2 separate regions of the Zea mays genome follow, and region 2 is linked to region 1. Evidence: chromatin contacts called from public Hi-C data. All regions are on one chromosome and are shown on one strand. Each heading gives the region's core, a stretch centred on a gene start, on an enhancer-like site or on the middle of the called end of the contact. The rest is flanking DNA. Distances are from core to core; before and after follow the strand shown.

Region 1 (7,015 bases), core at 4,339-6,838:
CTTCTTCGAAACAATCTCCGAAGATCAACATTGCATCCCCTTCTTGTGCCATTGATGCAATATGATGTATGATGTTATGCTATGCAAATGATGTGATGATGTTATGCTATGCAAAATGATATTTGTGCCGAAGATACACACACATTCCCACGGTAGAGCACACAATCTTTTTGCCGTTTATTTTTCAGCTTCACCGCTTATTTTTCGGTGTATCAGCGCTGACTTTTCGTTGTAAGCCTCCCTTAGGAGCTTCTTCGCCTTATACTTCGGCGGTATTCACGTTGACTTTTCGCGCTTCGCCTTATACTTCGGCGGAATCAACGTTTATTTTTCGCTGTAAGCTCTGCATTCCCTTTGGAACGACTTTTGAGCAGAAAACTTACGCTGCACTCCCTTAGGAACGACTTTTTGTAACTTCGGCAAACTTACGCTGCGTTCCATAGAACGACTTTTTTTGTAGCTTCAGAGATACTTTCTGTAGCCACGAGCTCTTAAGAAGATACTTTCTGTAGCCACGAGCTCATGCTTCGACAACTTTTTGGATTCCGTAAGTCTGTGGAGAAGATATATTTTCACTATGGCAAAAACGAAGCTGTTACAAGAAATTGAAAACGACAAGGAAAACTTAGGCTTTCAATGATTGTTCCTTATTAAAAAATAAAAATGATAACGAATGCAAGAGCTATTTCAGAAGTAGGATATCTTCTAGTAGATGTGCTTCGACTCTGGCATAGTACTGTTGACTGTGCGAGCTTCGGACTCCTCTCTGAAGTTTCGTTGCTGATGAGTGTGCTGGCTCCCTTCTGGCTGCTGGCCTCGTTGTATTGGTGGTGGAGGTGGAAGCTGTTGCCAAGATGCCTGAGGTTGGCTTGCCGAAGAAACAAAAGCTGCAGGATGGTTACCCACATACTCTGGAATGTACGGTGAGTGGTATGAAGCAGTATGCATAACTTGCTTCGGCTGGCTCTGTTGGGCTGCAGCTTCTGCTATCTCTTTCTGTTTCTGGATGGTGACATGGCACATCCTGGTAGTATGGCCCTTGTCCTCACCGCAGAATAGGCAATAAATTTTCCTGGGCTGATCCCCAAACCTTCCTCCGAAGCCCCTGGCGCCTCTGCCCCTTGGAGCTGGGGGCCGAGGATAGCTCTGTTGCTGCCCCGAAGCCTGGGAAGAATATTGCGGCCTCTGTTGCTGACTTCCCCTGTCGTCATTCTGAGTGGAATGAATTGATCTGACGTGCCTAGGGTGGACTCTCCCTCCAAAGCCCCTGGTCATTTCAGAGAACTTGTAAGCTTCCTCCCTTCTCTGTCGAAAGTCATTATCAGCGCGGATGTATTCATCCATCTTCTGAAGCAGTTTCTCCAGGGTCTGAGGGGGTTTCTTGGCGAAGTATTGGGCTGTAGGTCCTAGCCGAAGCCCCTTAATCATGGCCTCAATGACAATTTCATTGGGCACCGTTGGCGCCTGTGCCCTCAGTCGTAAGAACCTTCGGACATACACCTGAAGGTATTCTTCGTGATCCTGGGTGCACTGGAACAAAGCTTGAGCAGTGATCGGCTTCGTCTGAAACCCTTGGAAACTGGTGATAAGCATGTCCTTCAGCTTTTGCCATGATGTGATTGTTCCTGGCCGAAGAGAGGAGTATCAGGTTTGTGCAACATTTTTTACTGTCATGACGAAGGATTTCGCCATGACTGCAGTATTGCCACCATATGAAGATATGGTTGCTTCGTAGCTCATCAGGAATTGCTTCGGATCTGAGTGTCCATCATACATGGGGAGCTGAGGTGGTTTGTAAGACGGGGGCCAAGGTGTAGCCTGCAGTTCTGCTGACAAAGGAGAAGCATCATCAAAGGCAAAATTTCCATGATAGAAATCCTCATACCAGTCATCCTCGTTGACGAAGCTCTCTTGGTGAAGCTCTTTGTGCTGAGGCCTTCGGTTTTGCTCATCTTGAGCAAGATGACGAACTTCTTCAGAGGCTTCGTCTATCTGCCTTTGCAGGTCAGCTAGCCGAGCCATCTTTTCCTTCTTCCTTTGCACTTGCTGATGAAGCATCTCCATATTCCTGATCTCTTGGTCCAAGTCATCCTCCTGAGGCGTTGGACTGGTGGCCTTCCTCTTCTGGCTTCGGGCCTCCCGAAGAGAAAGGGTCTCCTGGTTCGGGTCCAGCGGCTGCAGAGCGGCAACCCCTGTTGCTGAAGCTTTCTTTGGCGTCATGACGAAGGTCGATGCTTGCCGAAGGTGGTCGAAAAGGGTTCACCGGAGGTGGGCGCCAATGTTGGGGACTTGTTCTCAAATGCTATGAGTCAAGAACAAGGCAACACGGAGAATATTAAACGTTAAAGTCCTTCGTCCTTCGAAGCATTATTTTCCTTAGGATATAATGACCATCGGACGAAGGTTATGAAGGTCATACCTTCATAAGTCACGACATATAATAATGAAGAAAGAATCATGCAGAAAATAAAAGATAATATAAACAGTCATGCATTATCATTATCTCATTTATATTTTATTACTAAGGAAAAATAGAAATGATATCAAATTACAAGTGTACCTTCGGCTTGAAAGAAGGTAAGAGTACAAGTGTGACGCAAAGGCAAATGCTAAGTCAGCGTCAACAGTACGGGAGCACTATTCATCTATTTATAGGCACGAGACGCAACCCATGTAAAATTACACCCATGCCCTTTACATCCACAAATAACTCTATAGTAATCCATCGAGGTCTAGATGATCTTTTCATCTTTAAGTTGGTTTCCTTTTCTGCTATCATGCCGAAGCTCTCCTGCTCACAGCTTCGGCGCTGCATCAACCTTCGTATTTTTTGTGCTTCTCCCACTGTGGTACTGATTCGAATCCGAAGATATCTGTCCACGCATTATACTCCAGAAACATTGTTAAATCATGTTTTTAGGACCTTCGGAAGCCGAAGGCCTCCAACAATGCCTTCTATCCTGACTGACGAGGCGGCGAACGTTTGATTTGCGCAGCAAGCGTGGAGCTAGGTTGTTTTTAGGGTGCAAATGCACCCAAAAAAACACAAATTATATAGCTTTAATTAAAATCTCACCATATATACACCTCTAGTTTATACACCCACAAGACTAAATGCATCCTCTTTAATTTTGTTCTAGTTGAGCACAAAAGCTCTTCATCGGCATGGCTACCAGTGCCATCTATCTACGCTATATGATCTACGCCTCTATGCAATTCTTGACCTGCAAAAAAAAATAAATCCTAACTTACATAGACCTATGAGCTAATTGTACCGATCGTCTCGCCTTGCTCGCCTCGGCATCAACGGCAATCACCCGGCGAGCCTCTCTTTTTTCCCCTTCCTCCTCCTCCGGTGGATGTGGATCACGATCCGCGTGGCGCTCGCCGCCACCGGCCGTAAGCCGTCTCGGTTCCGTGTCACTGTAAATGGCTGCCAGTGACCGAAACCTCGGCCTCTTCCTCGCCTCTCCGTGGACGAAGCCGCCGTTGCGATCCTTCCCCGCGGGAAGCCGTTGATCAGCGCCCCTCCGACAGCTTTCCACCACTACAACCTTATTATCCTCCGCCACCACGTCGGCCGCCGTGGCGCTGCACGCGGAGCTGTCCACGCCCTTGACACCTGACTCGCTGCCGCGGTTGCCATCCTTCCCCCCAGCGGCAGGAGGAGGAATCCTTCCGGCGCTCCTCCTGCGGCTCTCCACCGCCGCCTCCTTCTCCTTCCTCTGGCACTTGACGCTGTCCGCGCTCCTGCTCTCCGAGACGGCGGCGGCGGCGGCGGCACCGTCGCCGTCGCCCCCGCTCAGCTGGATGAGCTGCTCCGCGGCTTCCAGGTCTAGCTGGTCAGTGTCTGCCGGCGCCACCGTACAAGACCCGGCCGTAGACTCCGCCTCCACCGCCCCGGCCGGGAACATAGCCGTCCGCCGACGAACCAGATGATGATGGATCGAAGACGATGACGAGGAGAGGACGGACGAAGGTCGATCGAGGCGTAGCTAGCGGTCGCAAAATAGCGTGAGGCCCCCGGCTTTGGACGGTGTGCGTGCTTAAATATAGGAGGCGACGGCGTGTTGGGAGAGGGGGCCAGCCGGCCAGAGAGGTGCCGAAGAAAAACTAGGAAGGTAGCAGGAAGCAGACGCGGCCTTCCCGGGATTTGAGGCTTTTTGCTTGAAGCCTCCTTGGACTCGTGCGTTTTGTTTGGCCCGGCTAAATTTAGAAGCCTTCGCTGGCTCGCTGCTGCGGCAGGTCGACTTGACCCCTTCCACGCAAAATCAATATTACTTGTAAATTAGGAACTAAAATAAAATAAAATAGATAAACTAAAAATTATTTCTATAAACCAAACACCTTCTAACATAGCTTGAGTATATGATGTATGCAGTTAATTATCGGATCCCATTGGTAGTATATCACACGGCCATTTGTTGTGTGAAAATAAACATTTGTTTACTACTAACTCTGCTTGAGTTTGTGCGTCGCTTTGTGCTAGAAAAGCTAGTGCGCCTACGAATGCTCGAGCTAAGGTGCAACTAGTGCAATACCTTGCGTTGCAACGTTATATCAATCATATTTGAAGGTATACTGCAATAGGTGTATGATACCCGAGGTATATTGGTAAGCTAGTGTGATAGGCACACTCTATAAAAAAATAAGTTTTAGATTAAAGTGGACCCTTTACAAAAAAAATATTAAAGTTGATATATGACGCGTATATCAAATATTTAACTGCAGATATTGTATTTTATCTTAGACAAAAGGCCAAAAAAGTATGGGTTGAAAATCATATCTATCTTTTTTTAGCTCGATCGATATCACTCGTACTCGTTTAGCTGGCTAGCTATAGCGAGGTGGTGCTATATGAGAGTGGCGCTACGTGTGGCTTCATACCATATTGGGATTGGATATTTTCTTAGGCCCATCTGTGAGGTAATGAACCGATTGTTAGACGAGACATGTGCGTGGAAGAGAAAACAAATCTAAGCCATTTGTATTTGACGCACGCAAGAAACTCGTACTTTAAAGTAGTAGAGATGAGCACACGTACGAGGCAACTGGATTTTCTCGAATGCAAGCTCAATGATTAGCGGTGATGAGTAGCACTAATAGACTAGCTAGCATGTTCACTTGACTTTAATCCGTCTCAGCTTCTACTACTTCTACAATGTTTTTTGTCTCTATGAATTACATCAGTCAAAATAGCCGGCTTTAATCAAAACGAACAAATTGTTTTGTTGTTAGTTTTGTGCTATAATATATTTAAAGTTTGTTATTATCTATCTATAGAAATAGTTGTTTGTTTTTTATATAACATAGAATATATTTCACTACTTTTATAACTTTGTCTAACGAGTTTTTCGTTCTCAAATATAAAATTACAGCCTATAACTATAGAAATTGTGATAAATTAAAACTACATTTTAAACTAAAATGTAGTTTTCTACGGCGACCCAATAGAACGCACGACTCTGGGCATCTGGCACACGGAACGAGTAGTCTGACCTCGATGGTGACGCGGCTGCTCTCCTCTGTCCTCAGATCAGCACACGCGCACTGGCTCGTCTTGACGGGGCCGTGGCGGCAGGCATTGACCTGGACCCAGGAGGAAAGAGTACTCGCACCGGCGGCGAATGACCCCCCAGGTCGTAGCATGTCATGGTGATGGTGACCTAAGAAAAACTGTGGAGGCTAAACCGCGTGTAGATGGGGGGATCAATCGCAGCAAAACTCAGGAGAACAAGAGTGATTTCTGATAGTCTGATCTCTGCCGGTCTTCAGTCTTCTGTCGTGCGTACAGTCAGAGAGTCACTGCTCGGGTCGGAGATCTGAACTGGATATGGAGACTGCAGGTCCGTTATGTTCATCAGTTCATGTATGATAGCAACCTGTATGCATGGATGAGCTGCCACGGCATTTGCAAGTACGGTTCGTGTCGGTTTCTTTCATCACTTGCGTCACACCTTTTTCAGATAATAATGCTCAACAATGTAATGACTGTACTATTTTACAGCATATGTAGATAGGTCCTCGATCGGCCAAGAGCTAGAAAGTTAACAAAAATAAAAAAAAGAGTAGTATGACTACTTTAGAGCATATATATATACTAGGGATATGCCCGTGCGTTGCGACGGCACAAAATCTCTACTCGCATGAAACCGAAATCAACAACACAATCAGATCTTAAGATGTGCCTTATTCCCTCAAAAAAAATCTGTTTGAGGCCTAAATGACCTTGCAACAGATGCTTGCAATCTAACAAATCTTTTTTAGATACCAGAACATATTGGATCTTTAAAAAAAAGACAATTCAAATTGACACATAAATTCATTGACATGATCAGAAAAAGAAAAGAGGGGACGTGATCAGCCAAAAACACAAGCCCCACCACAACTCACATATATTTTGTTTTCTTAAGATATGGCACAAACCGATCATCTATCCATTACCCAATAGAGATGGAACCAATATTACTTTGCATTTGGGAATACAAGAGAAGATATGTGATGCAATCTAACTCTATCTACAAGAGGAGGTAGAAAGATATAAACTACAGCTAAACATACTTTGAATCAATACACTTTTCTAAAAATTAGTTGCACGCCTTCATAGTGGTGGTAGGGTCTAGTGCATGACATGTCCCAAAGGTGACTATGCTCGCCTTGGTTGAGAAGTTGCGGGTCACCTCCATACCAACAGTTGTGTCCTTCTCTGTGTTCGCCAAATGGTAGGAGGTAGGACGCAGTGAGGTTGTCCCCTTTGTCGTTCCTGAAGGAGTGTTAGTGATCGAATCACTTTGCACACCAAAAAGCCACAAAATTCATGCATTATGCGCTAATATAAAAAATCATTGAAGGTAACAGCTTTCAACATGCAAGTTAACTGCCCAACAGGTAAAAAAACATAAAACATTTAAGATATGCTAGCAGACCTCATGCGGTGAGGAGAGTTGTCCACTAAAGTCTCGGGTTTGAAGCGACCTCACAAGGCTTGCCTCGAAATGTCCCTTCAACCCCATTC
Region 2 (7,009 bases), core at 1,988-4,487, 190 kb before region 1:
GAAAAATCAAATACTATCCAGAAGTGTCGGGACATGCTTGTGGTAATTCATGTCCACTAGCTTAACTGTATCTATTATTTTTGAGTTGGTTCCATGTAAAATATTAAGACATTATTTTGGTTTGACCATTTGATGTTTATCAACTTAAAGACTCTATAGGTATGCTCTAAAAATCAAAAGGGCACATTTTTCATATATTCCGCCATGTAATTGGGATTTTGGTTACTAGTCTTTTTGTGGTGGTGGTAGCGGTGGGGGTTATAGGGCCAAGCTCCTGCCTTAATCAAGACAAACAATGTTTACAGCATCCAGGTGAATTACACCCTCCTGTCAGTACCCCAGGAAACAGATTGAAAAACCAGCTAGTAAGGATAAAACAAACTCCGTGCCCCTCATATATCTTTCATGAAACACCAAGAGAAGCTAAATTCGACCATTTCCCAGACTCAACTGCGTCCTCCACATATGAACACTTGGACAGCAACCCTTCTGCTTCGGCGGGTTGGATCTTGTCCTTCCAGTTCATAGCAATTAAGAATAGAAATCTTCTCCCAGTGGTGCCATTCATCAGCATGTCGACCTTGCTGGGCTTACTGCTATCATTCTCACCTTGGCAACAAGTCTATATCTATATCCATAGAGTGCTTGGTTATGTGTCCAACCTTGATACTAGTTTCATAATGAATGAAGCAACTCTGCAGTTTTCTGTTCTGACGCTCTGATTTTTTGCAGACCACGTACGAGAATTTCCGATACAGATCAGACAGCAGGCCTAACATCTATAGCCAAGGATGTCTGAATAACTTTCTACAAGTCTTCTGCAGCAAGACAAAACCTTCTAAACACAAGTTCCGGGCCTACGCGCAAGAGGAAGTGCGGCCTCCAACGGTTAGCTTCGGCAGGGAGGTCGATGAGGAACCGGTCGGCGGGCCTCGGCCGAAAGTTGAGGACGATCTTGAAATTGGTACCGATCTTCTGAAGATCTCTCAGCGGCGCAACTACGAGGACGTCGATGCAGAAACGGGAGGCCGTCGCAGTCGCAGCAGCGAGGTGGAAGGCACGGCCAGTGCCAGACCTGCTGTGGCGTGCTCGGAGTCCCAGATCCCTGCGGTCGGGGGTACTGACGTGAGGGTGCGGCACTCGAGCTGGGACCGGCGAAGCGGGAACTGGGACATGTCGGCTGTGCTTACGAGGAGCGCGTCAGATGTGATTGGACGTAGCAGCGTGTTCGCCGCGGACGCTGCACGTCCATCTCTAGAAGAGACTCGCTAGCGAACTGTGTCTGTGCATCCAGGAAACATGTGCGAGCGGTTCGGATAGCGAGGCCATTTGACTCGTGGTGGTGGTGACACACACCCAGGTGTTTTGGCTTTGGCTGCCTTGATTGGGTTTTTGTTACCGACCCTTGTCAGTTGTCATGTATGGACAGTTATTTTTAGTCAGAGAATCTGCCCCCATTGTTGCCGGCATGTTCGTGTGCCTGTAAATTGCAAATGCAGGATCCTCATCAACTTCAATTCTTATTGGGCTGTTTCTTTGAGAATGCGTAATGTGAAAAAGCATCTGGCCTAGCTCTTTATAGGAATGGATGCAATTTTAAAGCATCCGAACCCTTGTCAGGGAGTGAAGCAAAAAAATTGCTCGTGATCGCACATGTGATGTTTATCTAAACTCACCAGTGATAGCACCGTGGATGCAATTTTAAAGCATCCGAACCCGTCCCCGTCGGGGATGACCCCAAATTTTTACTCGGCGTACAATTTTAAATATTAATTTAACTATCTCTACTATATAAAACACCAGTTTCTACGGTTTCAGGGAGACGTGGAGTTTGCGCAACTGCACGTATGATTTACTGGACGCTAAACGATGTCCATTTCTTTACTCAATTTCCGCATGCGTAGCCACATTCATGATCTGCTCGAGATAGCCTTATTTTCGTACCTCAAAATAAGGTGGGTAGCCATTTTTTGCAGCTTATTCTAACTATGTTTATTCCCACAATCTCTATTTGTACTAAAAGGTCAAAGCATACTCCGGCTTCGTTTGGTCTGAAGTGACTAAACTAGTCACTTTTAATTCCTAAAGAAGTAAATAGGGCTACTAAAACCTCGAACTAAAGTTCAGTCCTCTAATTACTAAAAGGGTGACTAAAAAGAACTAATGTTATGTTTGGTTTGTTGTCAAACTTGACACACTTTTTCTAATTTTTTTTTGTCTAAGATTAGTTCTATAATTCGGACGACGACTAACTTTAAATAAAGTTTAGCACAATTAGCCACGAACCAAAATAGCAGTAACATCAATTAATACGCGTGAGCAGGCACCATGGCGTTTGTTCAGCTGGTGTGAACACACCGAACCAGCACCTGCATACATTTATTTAAGGTAGTATAGTCATTATGCACAGTGATTATTAATTAATGCTGTTTTGCTAGATTTAGGCAACGAGTCCTCTGGTTGTGCGGGTTTCTCTGGAAAGCGTTTTCCTAGAGAAGCTGGATCGCAGTTAGGTCTCGTAAACCGCGTGATCTTGAGTGAACGCCAGAACAATCATTTGAAGCAGTTCAGAGCATCCGCCCGTCCGCGCAATGTGGTTGCAAGCACGTACGAAGAACTGTTTGTTTGCTTCTAGAATTGGCTCTTGTTTCTAGCTTAGTGGTGTTCTGCTGGTCTTGTGGATTCTGACTACTGCGAAGGGACTGGAGCTTGAAGCCTGCTGCGCTGATGTTGGCAAACCTGTCGATAATGCCTCCGACTCGGCGATCACGCCAGCAAAAGGATCCTTGGCCCTTGCAATGAATGGTTGGTTGGTTGTTTTCATTGGATTCATGTGCAGCTGGAAAGCTTGCGCTTTTAATCATTCTGGCAAGCAAAGCTGCAGCATGTTCTGAAAGTGACTACCACTTGCTGACCTGAAGCACGTACGTCGTCGGCCAAGTGACCAAGTCCACCGGCGGGGGCAGTAAGTATAGTCGGGCGGGCAGATCTGTTGCTTTGCTCTTGTTCGTTGACTGCATGGCAAAGTGGGAGTAGAACGGAATTGGTTGGAATCACTCGAGCGGTTTATTATTATACGTACGTGAACCATTCACCTTGCCTTCCGTTAATCAATAGACAAACAAAAACGCAGGCTCTACTAATTGCAGTGCTAAGCAAACGCTGGGTTCCCGACTGTGAGGGTGTATATGTACTTTCCAGGTTACCGTACGTAAGATCCTTGCGCGCGGCCGCCACATGCCAGCCACACCACACTCCTTTAATTTTCACCATTCCTGACGCGTTTTCTTCGTCGTTCATGCTGACTGGAGCGAGAGACTTTATTTGGTACTGCGGATCATTCATTCCATGACAGCTACTACCTTGCTCGTGCCACTTCGTTGTCCAATCTTGCCACGTCGGAGAATGCGATGCAAAAGCAGGAAAACATGCGGCTCTGACGTGTTGACCGACCTGACCTGACGGCTCTTTTGTTTCTTGCGTTCCGCATCGTGCATCGACGAACGAACGTGTCGATGCCGTCCGTCTGTGGTCCATCTGAGACCTGACATCGTAGCTGATGTGGTTTGAACGATGAGCTGGCCTGGCGTTGAACGTGATACACGGTCGACCTGTCGCTAGCTCTAGCCCTGTACTGTACCGGAGGCGGCGCTGCGAGTTGGGTTGACCTCCTCTGTCGCTGCCTCAGACTCAGACAGAGCCACCATCTATTCTATTATTACGTGTCGTCGGTATATTAGCCTCTGCCTCCACATCCCTGCTCTGAATCTGAAGAATAATCAAATACTAGTAGCTAATGAAATTATCGATTTGTTCTAGAAGCTTCTAATGAAAGGATCGCTAGCGAGTTTAACTGCAGTACTGCCGGTGTGACGTGGTAGGCGACGAGAGTGGCGGCGTGGTATTTGTCTTGTATAGTACGGAGTAGTTCAGTGGCCCCTGAACAATTTGGTGCCGCGTTGTTGATATCACGATCCAAATGGACGTTATCTAAAGCAGTAGTATTCATGATTTTCAAACAACCCGTCCCAGTTTAGTACATGACACATAACGTTTTCCTGTAATTCTATAACATATTTAGGGGGTGTTTAGTTAGAGGGACTAAAGATTAGTCTCTAGTTTTTAGTCTCATTTAGTCCCTTTTTTTTCCAAACACTAGGACTAAAATATTAACTAAAATGATTTAGTCTTTAGTCCTTCACATATGTGCTAAAAGGATTAAATCATATTAATTCCACATTTACCCCTCATTTAGTTCAATTGTACATTTGTACTAATAGCAAGAGAATGTTAAAGACTATTTTAATCTTATTATGGGTGTGTTTGGTTTGACTTTTGGCTTTTGCTTTTGCCCCCCTAAAAGCCAAAAGCTAACCAAAGGGCTGGATCTAGGAAGCAGCTTTTTCTAAAAGCCGACTTTCTCGTAGTGCAAATTTGAAAGCACCCCTGGACCAGCTTTTAGTGGCTTTTCAGATGAAACTGTAAAAACATATATCGAAAAAAATTTAACGACTTTTAGTGGTTTCCACCAAACGGTTTTTAGGTTTTTAACAGCTTACAGCCTACAGCAGCTTTTTTCACAGCTCACAGCTCACAACAACTTTTTTCACAGCCACAGCCCAACCAAACAGACCCTATGAGTCATTTAGTATATTTTTACTATTTTTAGCCCTTAGAACAAAACATGTTAGGGACTAAACTTTAGTACCCTAACTAAACTTTAGTCCCTAGACTAAGGCCATGTTTGGTTTCAATTAGTCCTAGAACTAAACTTTAGTTCTAAGACTAAACTTTAGTCCCTACTTGTTTGGTTATAGGGACTAAGGGTGTGTTTGGTTTGACTTTTGGCTTTGGCTTTTGCCCCCCTAAAAGCCAAAAGCCAAGCAAAGGGCTGGATTCAGGAAGCAGCTTTTTCTAAAAGCTGACTTTCTCGCAGTGCAAATCTGAAAGCACCCCTGGATCTGCTTTTAGTGGCTTTCGGATGGAATTGTGAAAACATATATCGAAGAATTTTTAACGACTTTTAGTGATTTTCACTAAACAATTTTTAGCTTTTTAACAGCTTACAGCCTACAGCAGCTTTTTCCACAGCTCACAGCCCACAGCAACTTTTTTCACAGCCACAGCCCAACCAAACAGACCCTAAATAGATTCTAAAGTCATTAAATACATTGTCCAAAGACTTAAATGCCCTCAGAATACATTCATGTGGGCTTTTAGTCTCTTTTAGCACCTATGTGAAGACTAAAGACTAAATCATTTTAGTCTATATTTTAGTCCTAGTGTTTGGCAAAAAAGGGACTAAATGTGACTAAAAACTAGAGACTAATCTTTAATCCCTCTAACCAAACACCCCCTAAAGAAACCAAACATGACCTTAGAAATCTGTACATATAAGTCAAAGAAGAATTAGCTGATATGCAGACTTTCTTAGGGAAAAAAACAGTCGTCGCGACAATGCCATGGATTTTGGAATGACATTCTATATAGGGTGTTTCGCTATATAGAAGTATAGAACGAATTTGCAACCAAAGGTCGTACACCGCCAGTTAAAATGGGCACAGAATCACTACCGCTTGTCCATTGAGCATCTACAACAATATGATCTATAAAAACGGCCTATAATTTTAAAATAAGTAAATTTTATTACATTTAGGGTATCAACAAAATATTCTGCTCCAACAATAAAGCCCCCACATATATTGATTATATAACAGTGTCATTTGAGGCAATTGAAAGGGTGTCATATAATTTGTGACCAAATTTTATAAAATAAGATAACGTTGGAGCAGTTTTTGTTGCGTATGTAGAGAGTCCCTATATTTTAATTTGAGACACCAGTTTGAAGCATTGCTAGAAGTGGATATGCTTAACAGTTCAAAAAACCAATAGTGATTATTGGGTGATTGATGTTTCTGTAGCAGTGATTGCACCAAAAAAAAATCTTGTACCTTATCTTGTGCTCAAATTTTGATTTTGATGAAGTCAACATAGACATCTTATTATTATTGATGCGCACGTCGTCTACCATAAAAGAAGAGTTCCATCGTAATGAATCTAATCAGCTCAGAATTGTCTATTTCCCATTCATAGCTTGAAGGCGCGGGTTGACTTCAGACGACTTAGCCGTGTGTGCAAGTCTTGGACATTTCATTGTCAGAGACGAATGCACGCTCGCTCGAGCATATGGACTAGCCGCTAGCGTTGTCAAAAAAAAAAAGGAATGTAAATGGTCGTTTTTTATATATATTTATTTATTTGTCGGTGCTGAAAACCTGCCAGTTTTGACGTTTGAAGTGTCGCATGCCGCGATGCAACGAAAATAAACAATGGCGAGAGCCCCTGCTTACTTGTCTCCCTCTCCCACCATTCCATGCATACGACGAAAAGTGCTAACTTTGCCACCACCCTGTTGTGTTCGGTAGCGATTACCTTTACCTTTAATTATTAATTTGCCTTGTTCGTGCATGGAAGGCAAAAACAATTGGACATCTCTTCATTTTTTATGATAAGGGCTAGTTTGTGAACTCTATTTTTCTAAGGAAAAATAATTTTTTTTGAGAAAATAGAAATCACTTTGAAAAATAAGGTTTCCAAATTATTCCTAAATCTTGTGCTTAGATATTGCACGCAAACGTCGACGACGGATCATCGAAAGCTCTCATGTGTTTTTTCGTTCTAATCATGCATGATCCGAGAGATGAAATGTCCGTGGGCGCGGCCAAACCCTCGCGTAGCCTTTCCGGAGACAAATTAATCCTTCGATCGGCTTTCCTCCCTGTCCTCAAGTTTTCAGAGTAGCTCCGTACAAACTGGACGACTATAGTAGCAGAAGCTACTTTGCAGTGCATTCAATATGCAAGCGGCCTCCTCTAGCTAACAAACTTGACCTCCTCAAAATTTCCCAATCCCCGTGCGCTTTGCATGCATTAATTGTCTTCTAGACGAGCTTCAGCCTTCAGATTAATTAATTACGTGGCGTTTTGATGTTGTGCTATCTAAACTAGTA

The links. Hi-C and Micro-C count contacts between places; a contact is called where the count stands out from the background.
Region 2: a Hi-C map of bundle sheath shows a contact between it and region 1, with 5 times the contacts expected there. The contact joins two enhancer-like sites. A contact is called at or near these places in 2 of 25 Hi-C or Micro-C datasets (bundle sheath and root tip).

The regions. Positions count from the first base shown.
Region 1 is chr6:161,234,289-161,241,303 of Zm-B73-REFERENCE-NAM-5.0, reverse strand. It overlaps a transcript of LOC103630414 not described here. Among protein-coding and RNA genes, the nearest start is that of LOC103630414, 17 kb to the right of the region's middle. Within about 2 kb of position 5,588, at least 14 of the 20 cell types and tissues checked have an H3K27ac peak or open chromatin away from gene starts, as enhancers often do. A contact at or near this core is called in bundle sheath, where this site is marked.
Region 2 is chr6:161,425,084-161,432,092 of Zm-B73-REFERENCE-NAM-5.0, reverse strand. LOC100283598 reads left to right here. Exons shown (of 5, transcript NM_001371952.1): 5 at 733-1,541. The coding sequence ends at 1,272. Among protein-coding and RNA genes, the nearest start is that of LOC100283598, 6.2 kb to the left of the region's middle. Within about 2 kb of position 3,237, at least 19 of the 20 cell types and tissues checked have an H3K27ac peak or open chromatin away from gene starts, as enhancers often do. A contact at or near this core is called in bundle sheath, where this site is marked.